Regions from separate parts of the Ovis aries genome. Here region 2 is linked to region 1. Evidence: chromatin contacts called from public Hi-C data. All regions are on one chromosome and are shown on one strand. The core of a region is the stretch at or near the end of the contact, and the rest is flanking DNA. Distances in the headings are between cores, read along the strand shown.

What was found. A called contact is a pair of places that touch in the nucleus more often than the background predicts.
Region 2: a Hi-C map of tail adipose tissue shows a contact between it and region 1, with 4 times the contacts expected there. The contact joins the enhancer-like site here to the promoter of LOC101121539 in region 1. A contact is called at or near these places in 3 of 16 Hi-C or Micro-C datasets (hypothalamus, omental adipose tissue and tail adipose tissue).

Annotation. Positions count from the first base shown.
Region 1 is chr14:49,482,146-49,488,674 of ARS-UI_Ramb_v3.0, reverse strand. It overlaps LOC101121539 (cytochrome P450 2F3), which reads left to right and starts at 2,727. Exons shown (of 10, transcript XM_027978287.2): 1 at 2,727-2,804; 2 at 4,181-4,384; 3 at 4,464-4,626. The coding sequence starts at 4,214.
Region 2 is chr14:49,586,711-49,593,239 of ARS-UI_Ramb_v3.0, reverse strand. No RefSeq gene overlaps it. Among named protein-coding and RNA genes, the nearest start is that of CYP2A6, 45 kb to the right of the region's middle. Within about 2 kb of position 3,554, at least 5 of the 54 cell types and tissues checked have an H3K27ac peak or open chromatin away from gene starts, as enhancers often do. A contact at or near this core is called in tail adipose tissue, where this site is marked.

The sequences.
Region 1 (6,529 bases), core at 1,478-3,977:
TGTAGTAGTTTGTATCTATTAGTCCCAATTTGTGTATTTCACTACATGTAAATTTTACCTCAAACAATTGTAAACTAGGAAAAAATCCATCTGCCCACATCCACACAAAACACAATGCAATAAAGAGAAAGAAAGCCATCCAGCTAGTGACAGGGGTGGGATGCCCTGTCACCTTCAGGAAAAGCTGCACTTGGGAATTCCGGTGGTCCAGTGGTTAGGAATCTGCGCTTTCACTGCAGGGACCACGGGTTCTATCACTGGTCAGGGAACTAAGATCCCACAAAATAAAAAAGAAGAAGAAGGAAATGTTGCCCTTTCTCTGTCAGGAAAGCAAGGCTACATATGTGGCTCAGATTCTGGTAGGCGGGTGAGCATGCTGCTTTTTCTATGGGATAAGAAATGAGACCATCAACAGAGGGAGGAAAGGGTCTGGAGGTTGGAGAGGGCAGAGAATACTGTAAGTGTTGGGACTTCCCCAGTGGTTCAGTGGTTAAGAATCTGCCTGCCAATGCTGGGGATAAGAGTTCAATCCCTGCTCTGGGAAGATTCCATATGACACAGAGTAACTAAGCCCCATTCACCACAACTACTGAGCCCTGGCCATGCCTACTCTCCAAAACAAGAGAAACCATGACAGTGAAAAGCCTGAGAACCACAGCTAGAGAGTACCCATGCTATGCCAAGTTGCTTCAGTCATGTCCAGCTATTTGCGACCCCATGGACTGTAGCCCACCAGGCTCCTCTGTCCATGGGATTCTCCAGGCAAGAATACTGGAGTGGGTTGCCATTTCCTTCTCCAGGGATTCTTCCCAACCGCAGGGATTGAACCCGAAGAGAGTAACCCCTGCTTGCCACAACTAGAGAAAACCCAGGTGCAGAAACAAAGACCCAGAGCAGCCAAAAATAAAATTAATTAATTAAAAAAAATTTTAATGTAATTGTTGGAAGTCAAGGAGAGGCCAGTTGGAGATCAGGAAAGTTCAGCTGCCCTTGGGTGTCTTTCAGTTTCTCCCATTACACCTTCACTTCCCAACTGGGTTGGACTTTGCCCCCAAGTGGACATTAAATAATATCCGGGGTCATTTTTTTTATTTTTACACCTGGGAGAGGGGTTACTATTGACATCTAGGAGGTAGAAACCAGAGGTACTGCTAAACATCCTGCCACTCACAGGACAGCTTCCACCCCAAGAGAATTACTAGCCCAAATGTCAATAGTGCTGAGGCTAAGGAAACTCACAATGCATCCCTCCCTACCCTACATCCCCTCTGCAGCAGGGCAGCAAGTCAGACCATAAGAAGAACTCAAAGCCCCTTAAAACTCCCCTTCTCAGGAGTCCCAAGTTCCCCACTAAGGCAAGTCCCAAGAGGCCCCTCTCAAACCAGTTCTGGGGTCAGAGAAAAGTCACTTGTGGGGCTTCCATAGGTCAAGTACTACTCCTCTCCCCAAGAAGTAGGGGTTCATGCCAAGGGAAACTAGAGATCTGTGATCCCATAATCAAGCCTTCACCCCTCTTCCAGGACCTGCCCTAACCAGCCTTTCTGGGACTGAAACAGTAGCACAAGCCCCACCTCCATCCCAATAGGGGCCTGAGATCTGGGGTGTCAAATTCCCCAGGGCCTCCAAGCACTTCCTCCCCCACCCTCCATGGGAAAAACAACCACCATGGTGTCTACCAACGGACCTGGTTGCCGGGGGAGGCGGGGGGCGGAACAAAACCTCCATTTGGCCTTGCAGACTCTTGACCTCTGGGGCTCTCTCCCACATCTTACCCTCCAAGGAACTAGAGTCCTAGCCCCTCTTCAGGTTTTTGCAACCTGCCCTTCTGACCTAGCTAGGAGTTGAGTGTGGTCAGTTTCTGGGTGTAAAGAGACAAGGGTAGAATCAGAGCAGGTGGGGGGGGGGCTTAGGAGAGAGGCAGAAGTGGAGGTGGGCAGTAGCAGGGCTATCTTTTGCATCTGAGGTCCTATCTAGTGAGGTTCCTGACTGCCCTGCCCTTCTTCCAAATCTTCCTTGATCCTCAGTCTGGCTTCAGTCCTGTCCACTGCACTCCACCTCTTGGAGGTGTGACAGACAGACAGACACTCAGTCAGGAGGACAGAGCGACTGAGAAAGACTGTGGAGAGAGAGAAGCAGGGAGAAAAGAGAAAGGCCACAAAGAAAATCAGGGGGCAGAAGAGATGGTGAAAGACAGACACACAGAGGAAGAGAGACGGGGAACAACAGAGACATAAAAAAGAGACAAGAAGATGCAGAGGCCAAAGCAGAGACATGTACAGAATTTCAGAGACAAACTGCAAGAGACAGAGAAGGCTGTGACTGGGGCCCCAGAGAATGAGAATCCTTCACCTTTTCAGGACAGAGACCCCGACCTCATCCCTACCCCTTCATTTGGCCAAAGCCCTACAACTCTAAACCAGACCCAGAACTAGATCCAGGATCCCCAGTGGCAACAACAAAAAAAAAAAGAGAAGACTTCACCCCCAATCCAGGACAGGTGGCCAGCACTGGCCACAGTGAGAAGAGGTAAGGTCAGCCTAGGGGAAGAGAAGGCAGGGCTCCCAAGGCACTCATTCGAGGCCTCATTCCAGCTGGCTGTGAGCCCCAGCCCGGGGAGGAAGGCAGGAAAGTGGGAGGGATTAAAAGTCACTGGATGAACTAGGGAAAAGGGTGGTAAGCAGCGGTGGACGGAGATGATTTAAGGGCAGCTCCCACCCCTCAGTTCCGAGCTCCTGGGCACACATCTGGAGCAGCCGCTGCCAGCCGGACTGGTCCCTCCAGCTCCCCCCTGAGCAGCTCAGCAGGTAGAGGGCTGGTCACAGAAGAGGGGGTGACTCTCAAGAGAGACAGTCACTGGCTCCATCTCCCTGTCCTGAGACTGGCTGGGGTCTGCCTTGTCAGCTCCTCTGAGGGGTCTCTGGGTCTACCTCTCAGGGGCTCTCTCTGGGACCCTGTTCTTGAATTTACCAAAGTGTTTCAGAGTTCCGAGCCAGGGCCTGGCACTGCGCACTCTTTGTGACGCACTTTACCTGGCCAGGTGGCATCTCTCTCTCTGAACTATGACTCCTGGGTTCAGGACACCTTTCGGTCTGTTTCTGCTTCTTCCCTCCCACTGTCTCGTCTGTCTTGGTCTCTCTGTCTCTGCCTGCCTCCGTCGAATGTCCCCTGCCCGTCTGTCTGTCTGTCCATCTGAGTGTCTGTCTCTCTCCCTCCACGTCTCTCTGTCTCTGTCACTCTCTTCTCCACCGGCCTCTGGGCTTCCCTCTGCCTCCTCTCTCCATCCGCTTGTCACCCTCTTCCTCCTATCTGTCAGTATCCATCTCAATGTCTCTCAGTCAGGGGGTATCTCTGTCTCCCCACCTCTCTCATCTCTTTCTCTAGCTCTGTGTCTTCTCTAGTTTGATCTCTCTTCTCTAGTCTCTCTCTGTCTGCCTCTCTTTCTGTGATTTCTCTCTGTCTGGCTATTTCTCTGTCTTGATTTGTCTGTCTCAGTCCCCGTGTGTCTCTATCTCTATATATCACTATGTGAAAGATGATAGATGAAAATTGATAGATGGTAGGCAGATAGTTGGGAGAAGGCAATGGCAACCCACTCCAGTGTTCTTGCCTGGAGAATCCCAGGGACAGGGGAGCCTGGTGGGCTGCCGTCTATGGGGTCGCACAGAGTCGGACACGACTGAAGCGGCTTAGCAGCAGTAGCAGCAGCAGGCAGATAGACTGAAGACAGACAACAGACAGACAGATAATAGATTATCGTTGTTGTTCAGGCGTGTCTTCCTCCTGATAGACAGACAGATAATAGATACATAGAAGGCAGACATGCACAGATATCCAGATAGCTCGCTCTGGTTTTTGTCTCCTCATTATCTCTGCATGTAACTCTGTCTCTCTTAGTCTCTGTCTCTCTGTCTCTATCTCTCTTCTGTCCCCCTCCACCGGTCTTGACTTCTGTCTCTCTGTATTTTGACTACCTCATGCCCTTTTTCCTCTCTCTCCCTCCCTTCCCCTCTCCTTCCATCTCTTCCCCCATCCCCTGACCTTTTCCCAGTGTCTCCCTCTCTACTTCCTTTTTTCTCTCTATCTGCTCCTATTTCTGGGGTCTGGGGGAGGCAAGTTCCAGAGGGAGATGAGCAGTGAAAGGCTCTCACTCCCTCCCCGGCGCTGCCTTCTCCCCACCCAGCTCCCAACCCAGGTCCCTGCAACTGCCTGCACCATGGACAGCATAAGTACAGCCATCTTGCTCCTGATCCTGGCTCTCGTCTGTCTACTCCTGACCACCAGCTCAAAGGGCAAGGGCCGGCTGCCCCCAGGCCCCAGGGCCCTCCCATTCCTGGGAAATCTGCTGCAGCTTCGCTCCCAAGATATGCTGACCTCCCTCACCAAGGTCAAAGGACTAGGCTTGGATGAAGGGAGAGGGGTCTCTGGCCCCAGAGCCCCCGTGACCTCTGTCTTCTTGCCCTCAGTTGAGCAAGGAATTCGGCGCAGTGTACACAGTGTACCTGGGGCCCAGACGGGTGGTGGTCCTCAGTGGGTACCAAGCCGTGAAGGAGGCGCTGGTGGACCAGGCGGAGGAGTTCAGTGGCCGTGGCGACTACCCTGCCTTCTTCAACTTCACCAAGGGCAACGGTGAGCCTGCTCCCGCCTCCTCCACTCCCCACCCATTCCACACTGAGGGAGGGAATAGGGCAGAAGAATGGCCTCCCAGTTTTGGTGACACTCAGGACCTCTGATCTCACTGATGACACCAAGTGGAGTGGAGCCAAGTAGGGTGAAGTCTGTCCCACCTTCACCACCCCCAAATCCCACCACCACCTTTTTTTCCTTCTTCTTTCTCTGGCTGTGCCATGCGGCATGCGGGATCTCAGTTCCCTGACCAAGGATGGAACTCATACTCCCTGCATTTTAAGCAGAGTCTTAACCACTGGACTTCCAAGGAAATCCCTCCCTCAGCCGTCTTGAATTGTACTTCTATACCCATTCCCATCTCCACCCAGCTCCAACCCAATCCAACTCCAACCCTCATCGCAATGCTTCTCTCTACCCTAACCACGTCATCAAATTTCCATCTCAGTCAAGTGGCTAAATTATCTGGCCTGTCTGTATCGTCCACTTCTCCGCAGTCCCCACCAACCCTGTTTCCATGTTCCCCATTTCAATCTCAACTCCATCTGTCTCTCAACACTGACTACACCTCACTGCAACCTCCATCCCCACTACAAACCTCTCCCAATCTCCATAGTAAAATCCAGTATTAACTCATCCCGATCCTTTAGTCAAACTCAATTCCATTATTGTTTTCCTCCCCAGCCCCATCTTCTATCTCAGTCGCCTACTGAAGTTCGCAGTCCCTAGGTCTCACTTTTGACCTATATCCCTCTACTGTCACCAAAACCAATACTACCACATATGGACCCAACCCCAAGCTCAATCTCAACCCCAATCCACCAGTCGCTCTCATTCTACCCAGTTCCATCCCCACACTAATCTCAGACCCAACTTCTCATCTCCCTGATATCTCCCCTCATCCCCACTTTCATTCCCATCCCAACTCACACCCAACTTCATCCCCACCCACCCAGCAACTCACATGACTCACTCCAAACCTCTCCTAGCTCAGTAGCTTGTCCTCTGTAGGTCTGGAAGTCACCTAGTCTTGTGGATTTTTTGTAACATAAATCTCTTCCTCAAAGGAAGCCGTGTGGCATGGCCCAATATATGAGAAAGAACAAAAACAAAAGGAAGGAAAGAGGAAAAGAGGGAGGCGGAGGGAGGTGGGAGGGAAAGAAGAAAGTTGCTCTAAACGAAAAGGGGGTCCTGGAGACCTGTCTCCTGGACTATTCGTCTCCCCCTAAAGAATCACTATGGCTCCCCTTTGCCCTTACACTAGATGGGTCCCAGCTGCCCCAGGATCTGAAGTTGGAAAGTTCTAATTAAAAAAAAAAAAAAGAGAGAGAGAGAGAGAGAGAAAGAACACCTATTGGATACTGAGTACACTTGCTACCTTCGTGTCTCCTGGCTTGATCTTATGACCTCACCTGTCCAGATGCAAGGAGGTAGAGAAATGCCCCCGCTACTTTTACACAGAAAACATCTGGATATATACCTCATCTGTTACTAGAAATAGCCAGCATCTGGTTGTTCAGTATGGAGGGTAACAGCAGGGTTCTTCCGCCTAGCCTGCACTTTTGGCACTCCCCTCTCCGACCCTCAGTCTATTATCATGAGAAGGCTGCTACGAGAGGTCGATGAGATGATGCACACGATGAAGGCAAAGCACGATACTTTCTTCCTCTTTAGCATCCAGTTCTCTGAGGACTGGAGGACTAGAGGACTCAGAGATGAACACATGTGAGACCGCATGTCCTATTGAAGCTCCTATTGTGCTCCTGGGAGCACAGTGACGGCCAAGACAGGCCCCTACCCCGCCTTCACGGTTCACTGAAGGGGCAGGTTCCTTGTCAGACAGCGACAGCCCAGAGTGGGCAGGTCTGTGATAGCAGAAACAGAGACAGGGTAAGCAGGACTGTGG
Region 2 (6,529 bases), core at 2,305-4,804, 100 kb before region 1:
GCCCAGGAATTTTTATTAACTGGAGCTGCAAGTTAACTCCTTCTCCGAGAGAAATGGTTATGGGGGAGAGTCCCCCGTAAAGTCAGAGGTGTAGGTGAGAGCATGAAACAGACTCTGGTTTTGGGGTTGGATGCTCGGGAACAGGGGGTTTCCTGAGGCTTGATCACGCCTTTGCGTATGCCAAGCCTCCTTCCTCATGACCTTTGCCATGGGTGGAGTTCCTCACGCTGGCCCCCGGCAGCATGACAAAGGACTTCTTGGGTGGCTTGATGGTGGATTAGCCCCACCTCGTCCTAGGATCGTCCTTGATAAACAGAATGGGCCTGAACAATGGGACATTTGGAAACTTGCTGCAAGCACCGAAGAACTTGGAACTTGGACCGGACATTTCACAGGGACCAGTCGTGGTCATAGTAACTATTTCTTTCGCTATAATCAGTCACATTTTATACAGGCCTGTGTCCCACTTCCTTTTGTTATAGCCATAGCAAATTTACAATTTAATAAGACTTTGCGTTCTGTTACTTATATTAATTACAAACTATATACTTAACTCCTCTGTCTCTTTAAGAAATTATTCCCTTTTGAGTCTTCGATCTCGATGTAATTTGTGGTTACCAGTAAATCTCCAACGACCCTACAAGGAAGGTCCCATAACTGGACTTGCTTCCAGATTACTTACTAAACTGCTCCAACGATCTAAACGATTCATTGGATGGCTGATCCTTGGCATTTTGGGGTTAATAGCTATTTGCACCACTGCTGCTGTCCCCGGCGCTGCTTTACATACTTCGATTCAAACACATAATTTTATCCAAAATTGGACTGGAAGATGCTCATAATATGTGGGCTACTCAGGCTCAGGTAGATGAGGATATACAAGTGGAAATACAGGAACTAAAAACAGCCATCAAATGGGTCGGAGATCAATTAATAGATTTGCAAAAACAAGTGATACTAAAATGTGATTGGAATTCTACTCAGTTTTGTGTTACTCCTGTTCATTTCAATCATAGTGCCTACAACTGGGGACAAATCAAATTCCATTTACAAAATATACATGATAATGCCTCTCTGAATGTACAATCACTGCAAAAGAAAATCTTTGAAACTTTTTCTAAACGTCTGCCCTCTTCCACTGATTTGGAAACTTTAGCTGAACAACTAGCCAATCAATTATCTGGGCTAGACCCACGAGGATGGTTTCAAAGTATTACCCACAGAATCGGGTCTGGAACTGCAACTGTGGTAATAGTCTTGGTAACTATATTTGTTGTCTATCATTTCCTTTCTATAAGGTTGGTTAACACTAAACAAACTCAATTGTTCAGGACCTTTTTTACAAATATAGTAAAATAGGGGGAATTGTCAGGAAGCATTTTACAGGAGGCTTCCTGTGTGCTGTTTTGGATCTGTCATGAATCTTCTGTCCCTTATTAATTCCTGAATATTCAGGAATTAAGGGGAGTAGCAAACTACTCCCGGGGCTGAGGAATGCATGCATTTCCTTCGTTAGTTTTTCCATACGGTGATAAGTAACTATTTACGACACTCTTCCTTTTTATGAACCATATGGTAAAAGTGATGGTTTACAACCCTCTCTCTTTGATATGGATCGCCTTATGTTTTCCTTGATAATTTGTAAGTCTGGACTTTTGATTTTTATCTTTGCTGAAAATAGCTACCTTGTAAGACAGTATATATACTCACACGATGTTGAATAAAACACCTTTGCTCCATCAGAGCTTGGGTCCCTGTGTCTTTCTTTCTTTCCTTCTCTCTTTCTCTGTCTCTCTCTCTCAGGCTAATTCTCTGGAGCACAGAGACCTGTCGTGCTCACTGTCCTGCCTGGGCTTCTATGACCCTATCGAGAAGGCACACTGTGCCTTCACCCCCTCAAGAGGGCACCAGGTGCCTTCATGAGCAACAAGACCTGTATCAAGGACTTTATTGGTTTTCTGTGTAAACCAAGGAATATCAGCCTCTTTCTCTCTCTCTCTTTTACTTTATTATCGTCAACTCCAGACCACCTGGTTCCGGTCCATTAAAGGACCTCAAGAGATAACCTTGCTAGCATGTGAACTGTGTGTAATTGTATGGTAGTTTGAACATTCAGTTCATTCAAGGACACCTGGGTTTTCTCCCAGGCTTTCTTTTAGAAGGAGACTTGGGGTAACTCTCCTAGAATCTTCTGTCTACCCCAAGCTCAGTCCTTCATGACATCCCTACTGTGAGAAGTTAAACATCTTCTCCCTCCGTCACTCCCTGGATGAGGAAGAGACATGTGAGGCAGATTCAGATTTTAGTCTCACCTCTGGAGTCGTGCTGATCACATCTACCTTCCACACCACCAAGGGGGCGGGCAGACCACCTAAGCCACTCCTCCAGTCTAATCCCTGTGTGCCACAATGAGAGATCCCACACGGGGCAAATAAGGCCAGACGCAATAAGGTCAAACAAATAATTAATTAAAACGTAACCGCAAACAAGTACAATTGTACAGGTTCATTCATTAAACATATTGCTTCATTTTTTTCCTCAGTTTTCCTTTTCTCTTCTCAAAAAAAAATTTTTTTGCCCCCGTAAAGTCAACAGCTTACCAGGCTCAAGTGAGCACGCCCTCTTTGTTAAAAGACTCTGTTGAGCTGAGGTGGACTCTGAAAGAGGCTGACGACCATCCCACGAGGGTGAAGGATGTTATTCACCAAGAACGGATCACACCTAGGGGGTAAATCTCATAATACCATGCAGCACATTTCCTCCTCATTGGCTTAAATGTTTTTGATCCTAAAAAAGTCCTTGGCTTTCCTTTTACAAACCTGAAGCCTCTGCTGAAGCTTCCCTCCCACCCCCAAAGAGAAGAAAGGAAGGGAGGGAGAGAGGGATGGGGAAGGTGAGAGGCTCAAAGACGAGAGAGAGTGCACCTGATCCTAAGAATCTGAGATCGAGTATGGGTCTTCTAGAACATTCTAGAACAGGTCAGCTAAGATGGTAGCCCCTCTTCAGGGCAATACTTTGGCTACCTGATGCGAAGAGTTGACTCATTGGAAAAGACCCTGATGCTGGGAAAAATTGAAGGCAGGAGGAGAAGGGGATGACAGAGGATGAGATGGTTGGATGGCATCACCAACTCGATGGACATGAATTTGGGTAAACTCCAGGAGTTGGTGATGGACAGACAGTCCTGGCGTGCTGCGATTCATGCGGTCGCAAAGAGACACGACTGAGCGACTGAACTGAACTGGACTGAACTTCAGTGCAAATCTCGTGACAGCCGTGACAGTCGTAGAGGTGTGGAAAGGCCAGACAGCTGTGTCTGGAGTCCCGCCCTCTCATCCCCCCCCCCCCCCACCCCCTCACCCCCCACCCCCCCACCCCCTCACCCCCCACCCCCGCACCCCCCAGGCCCCTGTCCCTCATCTGCCGCCAGCCGGCCTGCAGTTGCAGCCCTTGTCCCGCAGGGGGTGCACCAGCCCCAAAGGTGACCAGCTCGCGCGCTATCAATTCACCACTGGCTAGAACTGTCCAATCGGGTGACCCCACTACCGGCTGAGAATCAGCTCTCTCCTGCCAATGCCAGATCTGTGGGTGAGTGGATGAGGAAAGGGCCGGCCTCGCCAAGGTTAGCGTTTGTTTTATTTCCAAAAGAAACAGTTTCAGCAGCAGGAACCAGAACTGAGGTTATGCAGTCAGAGGTCTGGCCAAGGGGGGAATGGGTGAAGGTGGTGGGGATGGAGAGAGGGAGGGAGTGGGGAGGAGGGCGCGGAAAGGGAGGAGGGGGAAGGAAGAGGACACTGCTTTCATCCTTGAACTCTTCTCCAGCCCCAGTTCCGGCGTCTCCTCTGGAACGCTTTCCTAGCCTGTTGTCTTTTTAATTGTCTTTAAGTATTTATTGAGTCGCCTCTCAAGGGGTGGGGACACTTAGAAGACTGAGATGGTTTAGTGGGAGCGGCACCTGCCTGGGAACAGTGACAGTCAAGAATCATTTCCCAGCCCTAAATCCACCCAAGGGCCAGGCACCAGACAACCAGGACAGCCCCTGTGACCCAAAGCCCAGTCCTACACTGCTGACTCTGTCCTGCCTCTCCCAGTGAAGACCCAGGCTGCACGTTCCTCTCATTCCCTTCTGCCTCCCGACCAGCGCTGCTGCCTTTTCCTGTGGCCCTGTGTGCGGGGCCTCACGTTCCTGGGCATGTGGCCCAACATTCAGTTTTTCTAGTATGGCTTTGACCTCTCTGTGTTATCCCTCAGTCACCTCCATCAGTTGCAATCCTGTGAGTACAAATGAGACAACCCCCAGAGGCTGGGGAATCTTGTCACAGTGCTGAGACTGGTCCACCACTCCAGGCCTGGGGGTGGGGAGACAGGAACGCACAGGCTCAGGTGACCTTCGGGGCAGAGCGGCAAACAGCAGGGGCTGAGCCACAGAGGTGAGTTTGATCATGACCCTGCCATCATCCAGCACTGTGAATTTGAACGAGTTTCTTAAGCTCTCTGTCCCACTTTCTCCATCCAGAACCCCTTAAGTGAGTTAATATATGGAGCATGGGGCGTCTAGTGGCCTGTGGGGAGCATGATACATGGGTGAGGTGTCATTACTGATTGACGGGGGTTTAGTGAGCGCATATGTATTAGTCGCTCAGGCATGTCCAACTGTTTGCAGCCCCGTGAAGTATAGCCTGCAAGGCTCCTCTGTCCATGGAATTCTCCAGGCAAGAATACTGGAGTGAGTTGCCATTCCCTTCTCCAGGGGATCTTTCCGAAACAGGGATCGAACCCAGGTCTCCTGCCTTGAAGGCAGATTCTTTACTGTCTTTACCTTCCCAAGGAAGTTTAGTGAGCACATGTGACCTGTTAATGTAGGCGCAAGGGCTCTAGCAAATAACACGAAAATCCAAGTCTCTCTCTCTCCTCAGGGAATTGTTAACTTCTAGAAGATGAGACTGACTTAAAGCAGACGGCATCGGAATAGACGAGAGCACCTCCACCAGTGATAAATGGCACCAAGCAAATTAAACGAGGAAACAGGATCGATAGTGACTGGCAGGGGCTGCTTCACACTGGGTGGTCAGAGAGGGCTTCTTGGGGGAGGTGACTTCTGAGAGTCGGCCGTGGGGAGCCGTGGGGAGACATGTTCCTAGCAGAGGGAGCGGCAGAAACAATGGCCTTGAGGTGAGAGCGAGCTTGACAAACTCCAGGAGCTTTCAGACGCTGCCTCTGACAATGAGTCCTCCTACCCAAGGGACAACTCTGAGAGGAGAGGGACTCACTGATTTTGTTGTTGTTGTTGTTATTGCTATTATTTGCTTTGTTTCCCATGGATCCTTCACCCTCCAGAACTGCCTGGTACATAATAGGGTTCATAATAACCATGCATGCGTGCTACGTCTCTTCCGTCATGTCCGACTCTTTGTGACCGTATGGACTGTAACCTACCAGGTTCCTCTATGGGATTCTGCAGGCAAGAATTCTGGAGTAGGTTGCCATGCCCTCCTCCTCCAGGGGATCTTCCCAACCCAGGGATTGAACCTGCATCTTTTATGTCTCCTGCATTGGCAGGTGGGTTCTTTACCCCCAGAGCTATGTGAGAAACCCTCATAATAACCACATGTGAAATAAATAAGAGTTGGCGGTCCAGTGGTTAAGACTCCCTGCTTCACTGCAGGCGGCACCAGTTTGATCCCTGGTCCAGGAACTAAGATCCCATGTGCCTTTAAAAAAAAAAAAAAAACAGCTGTGTCTTCCAGGGATCCATAATACTTGCACATCATTTCTCCAGGTGGGCATGATGTCCATGTAGCACAATCATTTCAGGGCATCCATGGTCTCTTGTTATCAATCTTTGGATTCCAGGTAAAGAACCCCCTCTTTTCTCCAAATTTGGAGGGCCCACATCCTTAGGGACTTCCCAAGTGGCACTAGTGGTAAAGAACCCGCCTGCCAGTGCAGGAGACATAAGAGATGCAGGTTTGATCCCTGGGTTGGGAAGATCCCCTGGAAGAGGGCATGGTAACCCACTCCAGTAGTCTTGCCTGGAGAATTCCATGGACAGAAGAGCCTGGTGGGCTACAGTCCGTGGGGTCGCACAGAGTCGGACATGACTGAACCGACTTAGCATGCACGCAAGCCAAACCTTAGAGTCCCCAGCTATTTCTCTCTTGGGAGTGGAGGTATTGAAACAAGGGACTGGAGCCAGGTTGCCTGGGCGCTGCCTCCTGGCTACTAGCTGGTAACCCTGAGAAGTGACTTTATGCCTCTGAATGCCCTCATCTCCCCGTCCATAAAATGGAGATAATATCTGCACTTACCACATAAGGTTGTTATGAGAACAGGTGAGAAATGTGCAAAGGATTAAGAATATGCGTGGGACATAGTACAAAGTGTTAGCTGAAATCATCATCAGGGCTTTTTACTGGGATTAAAAGATTAGGTGTGTCAGAGCCTGACACCCAAGACAGGCTAGAAAAGTACTGACTGAGCTGGCTGCTCACAAGGCTCAGTCAGGTCGCCTCCCTTTTCGATTCGATTG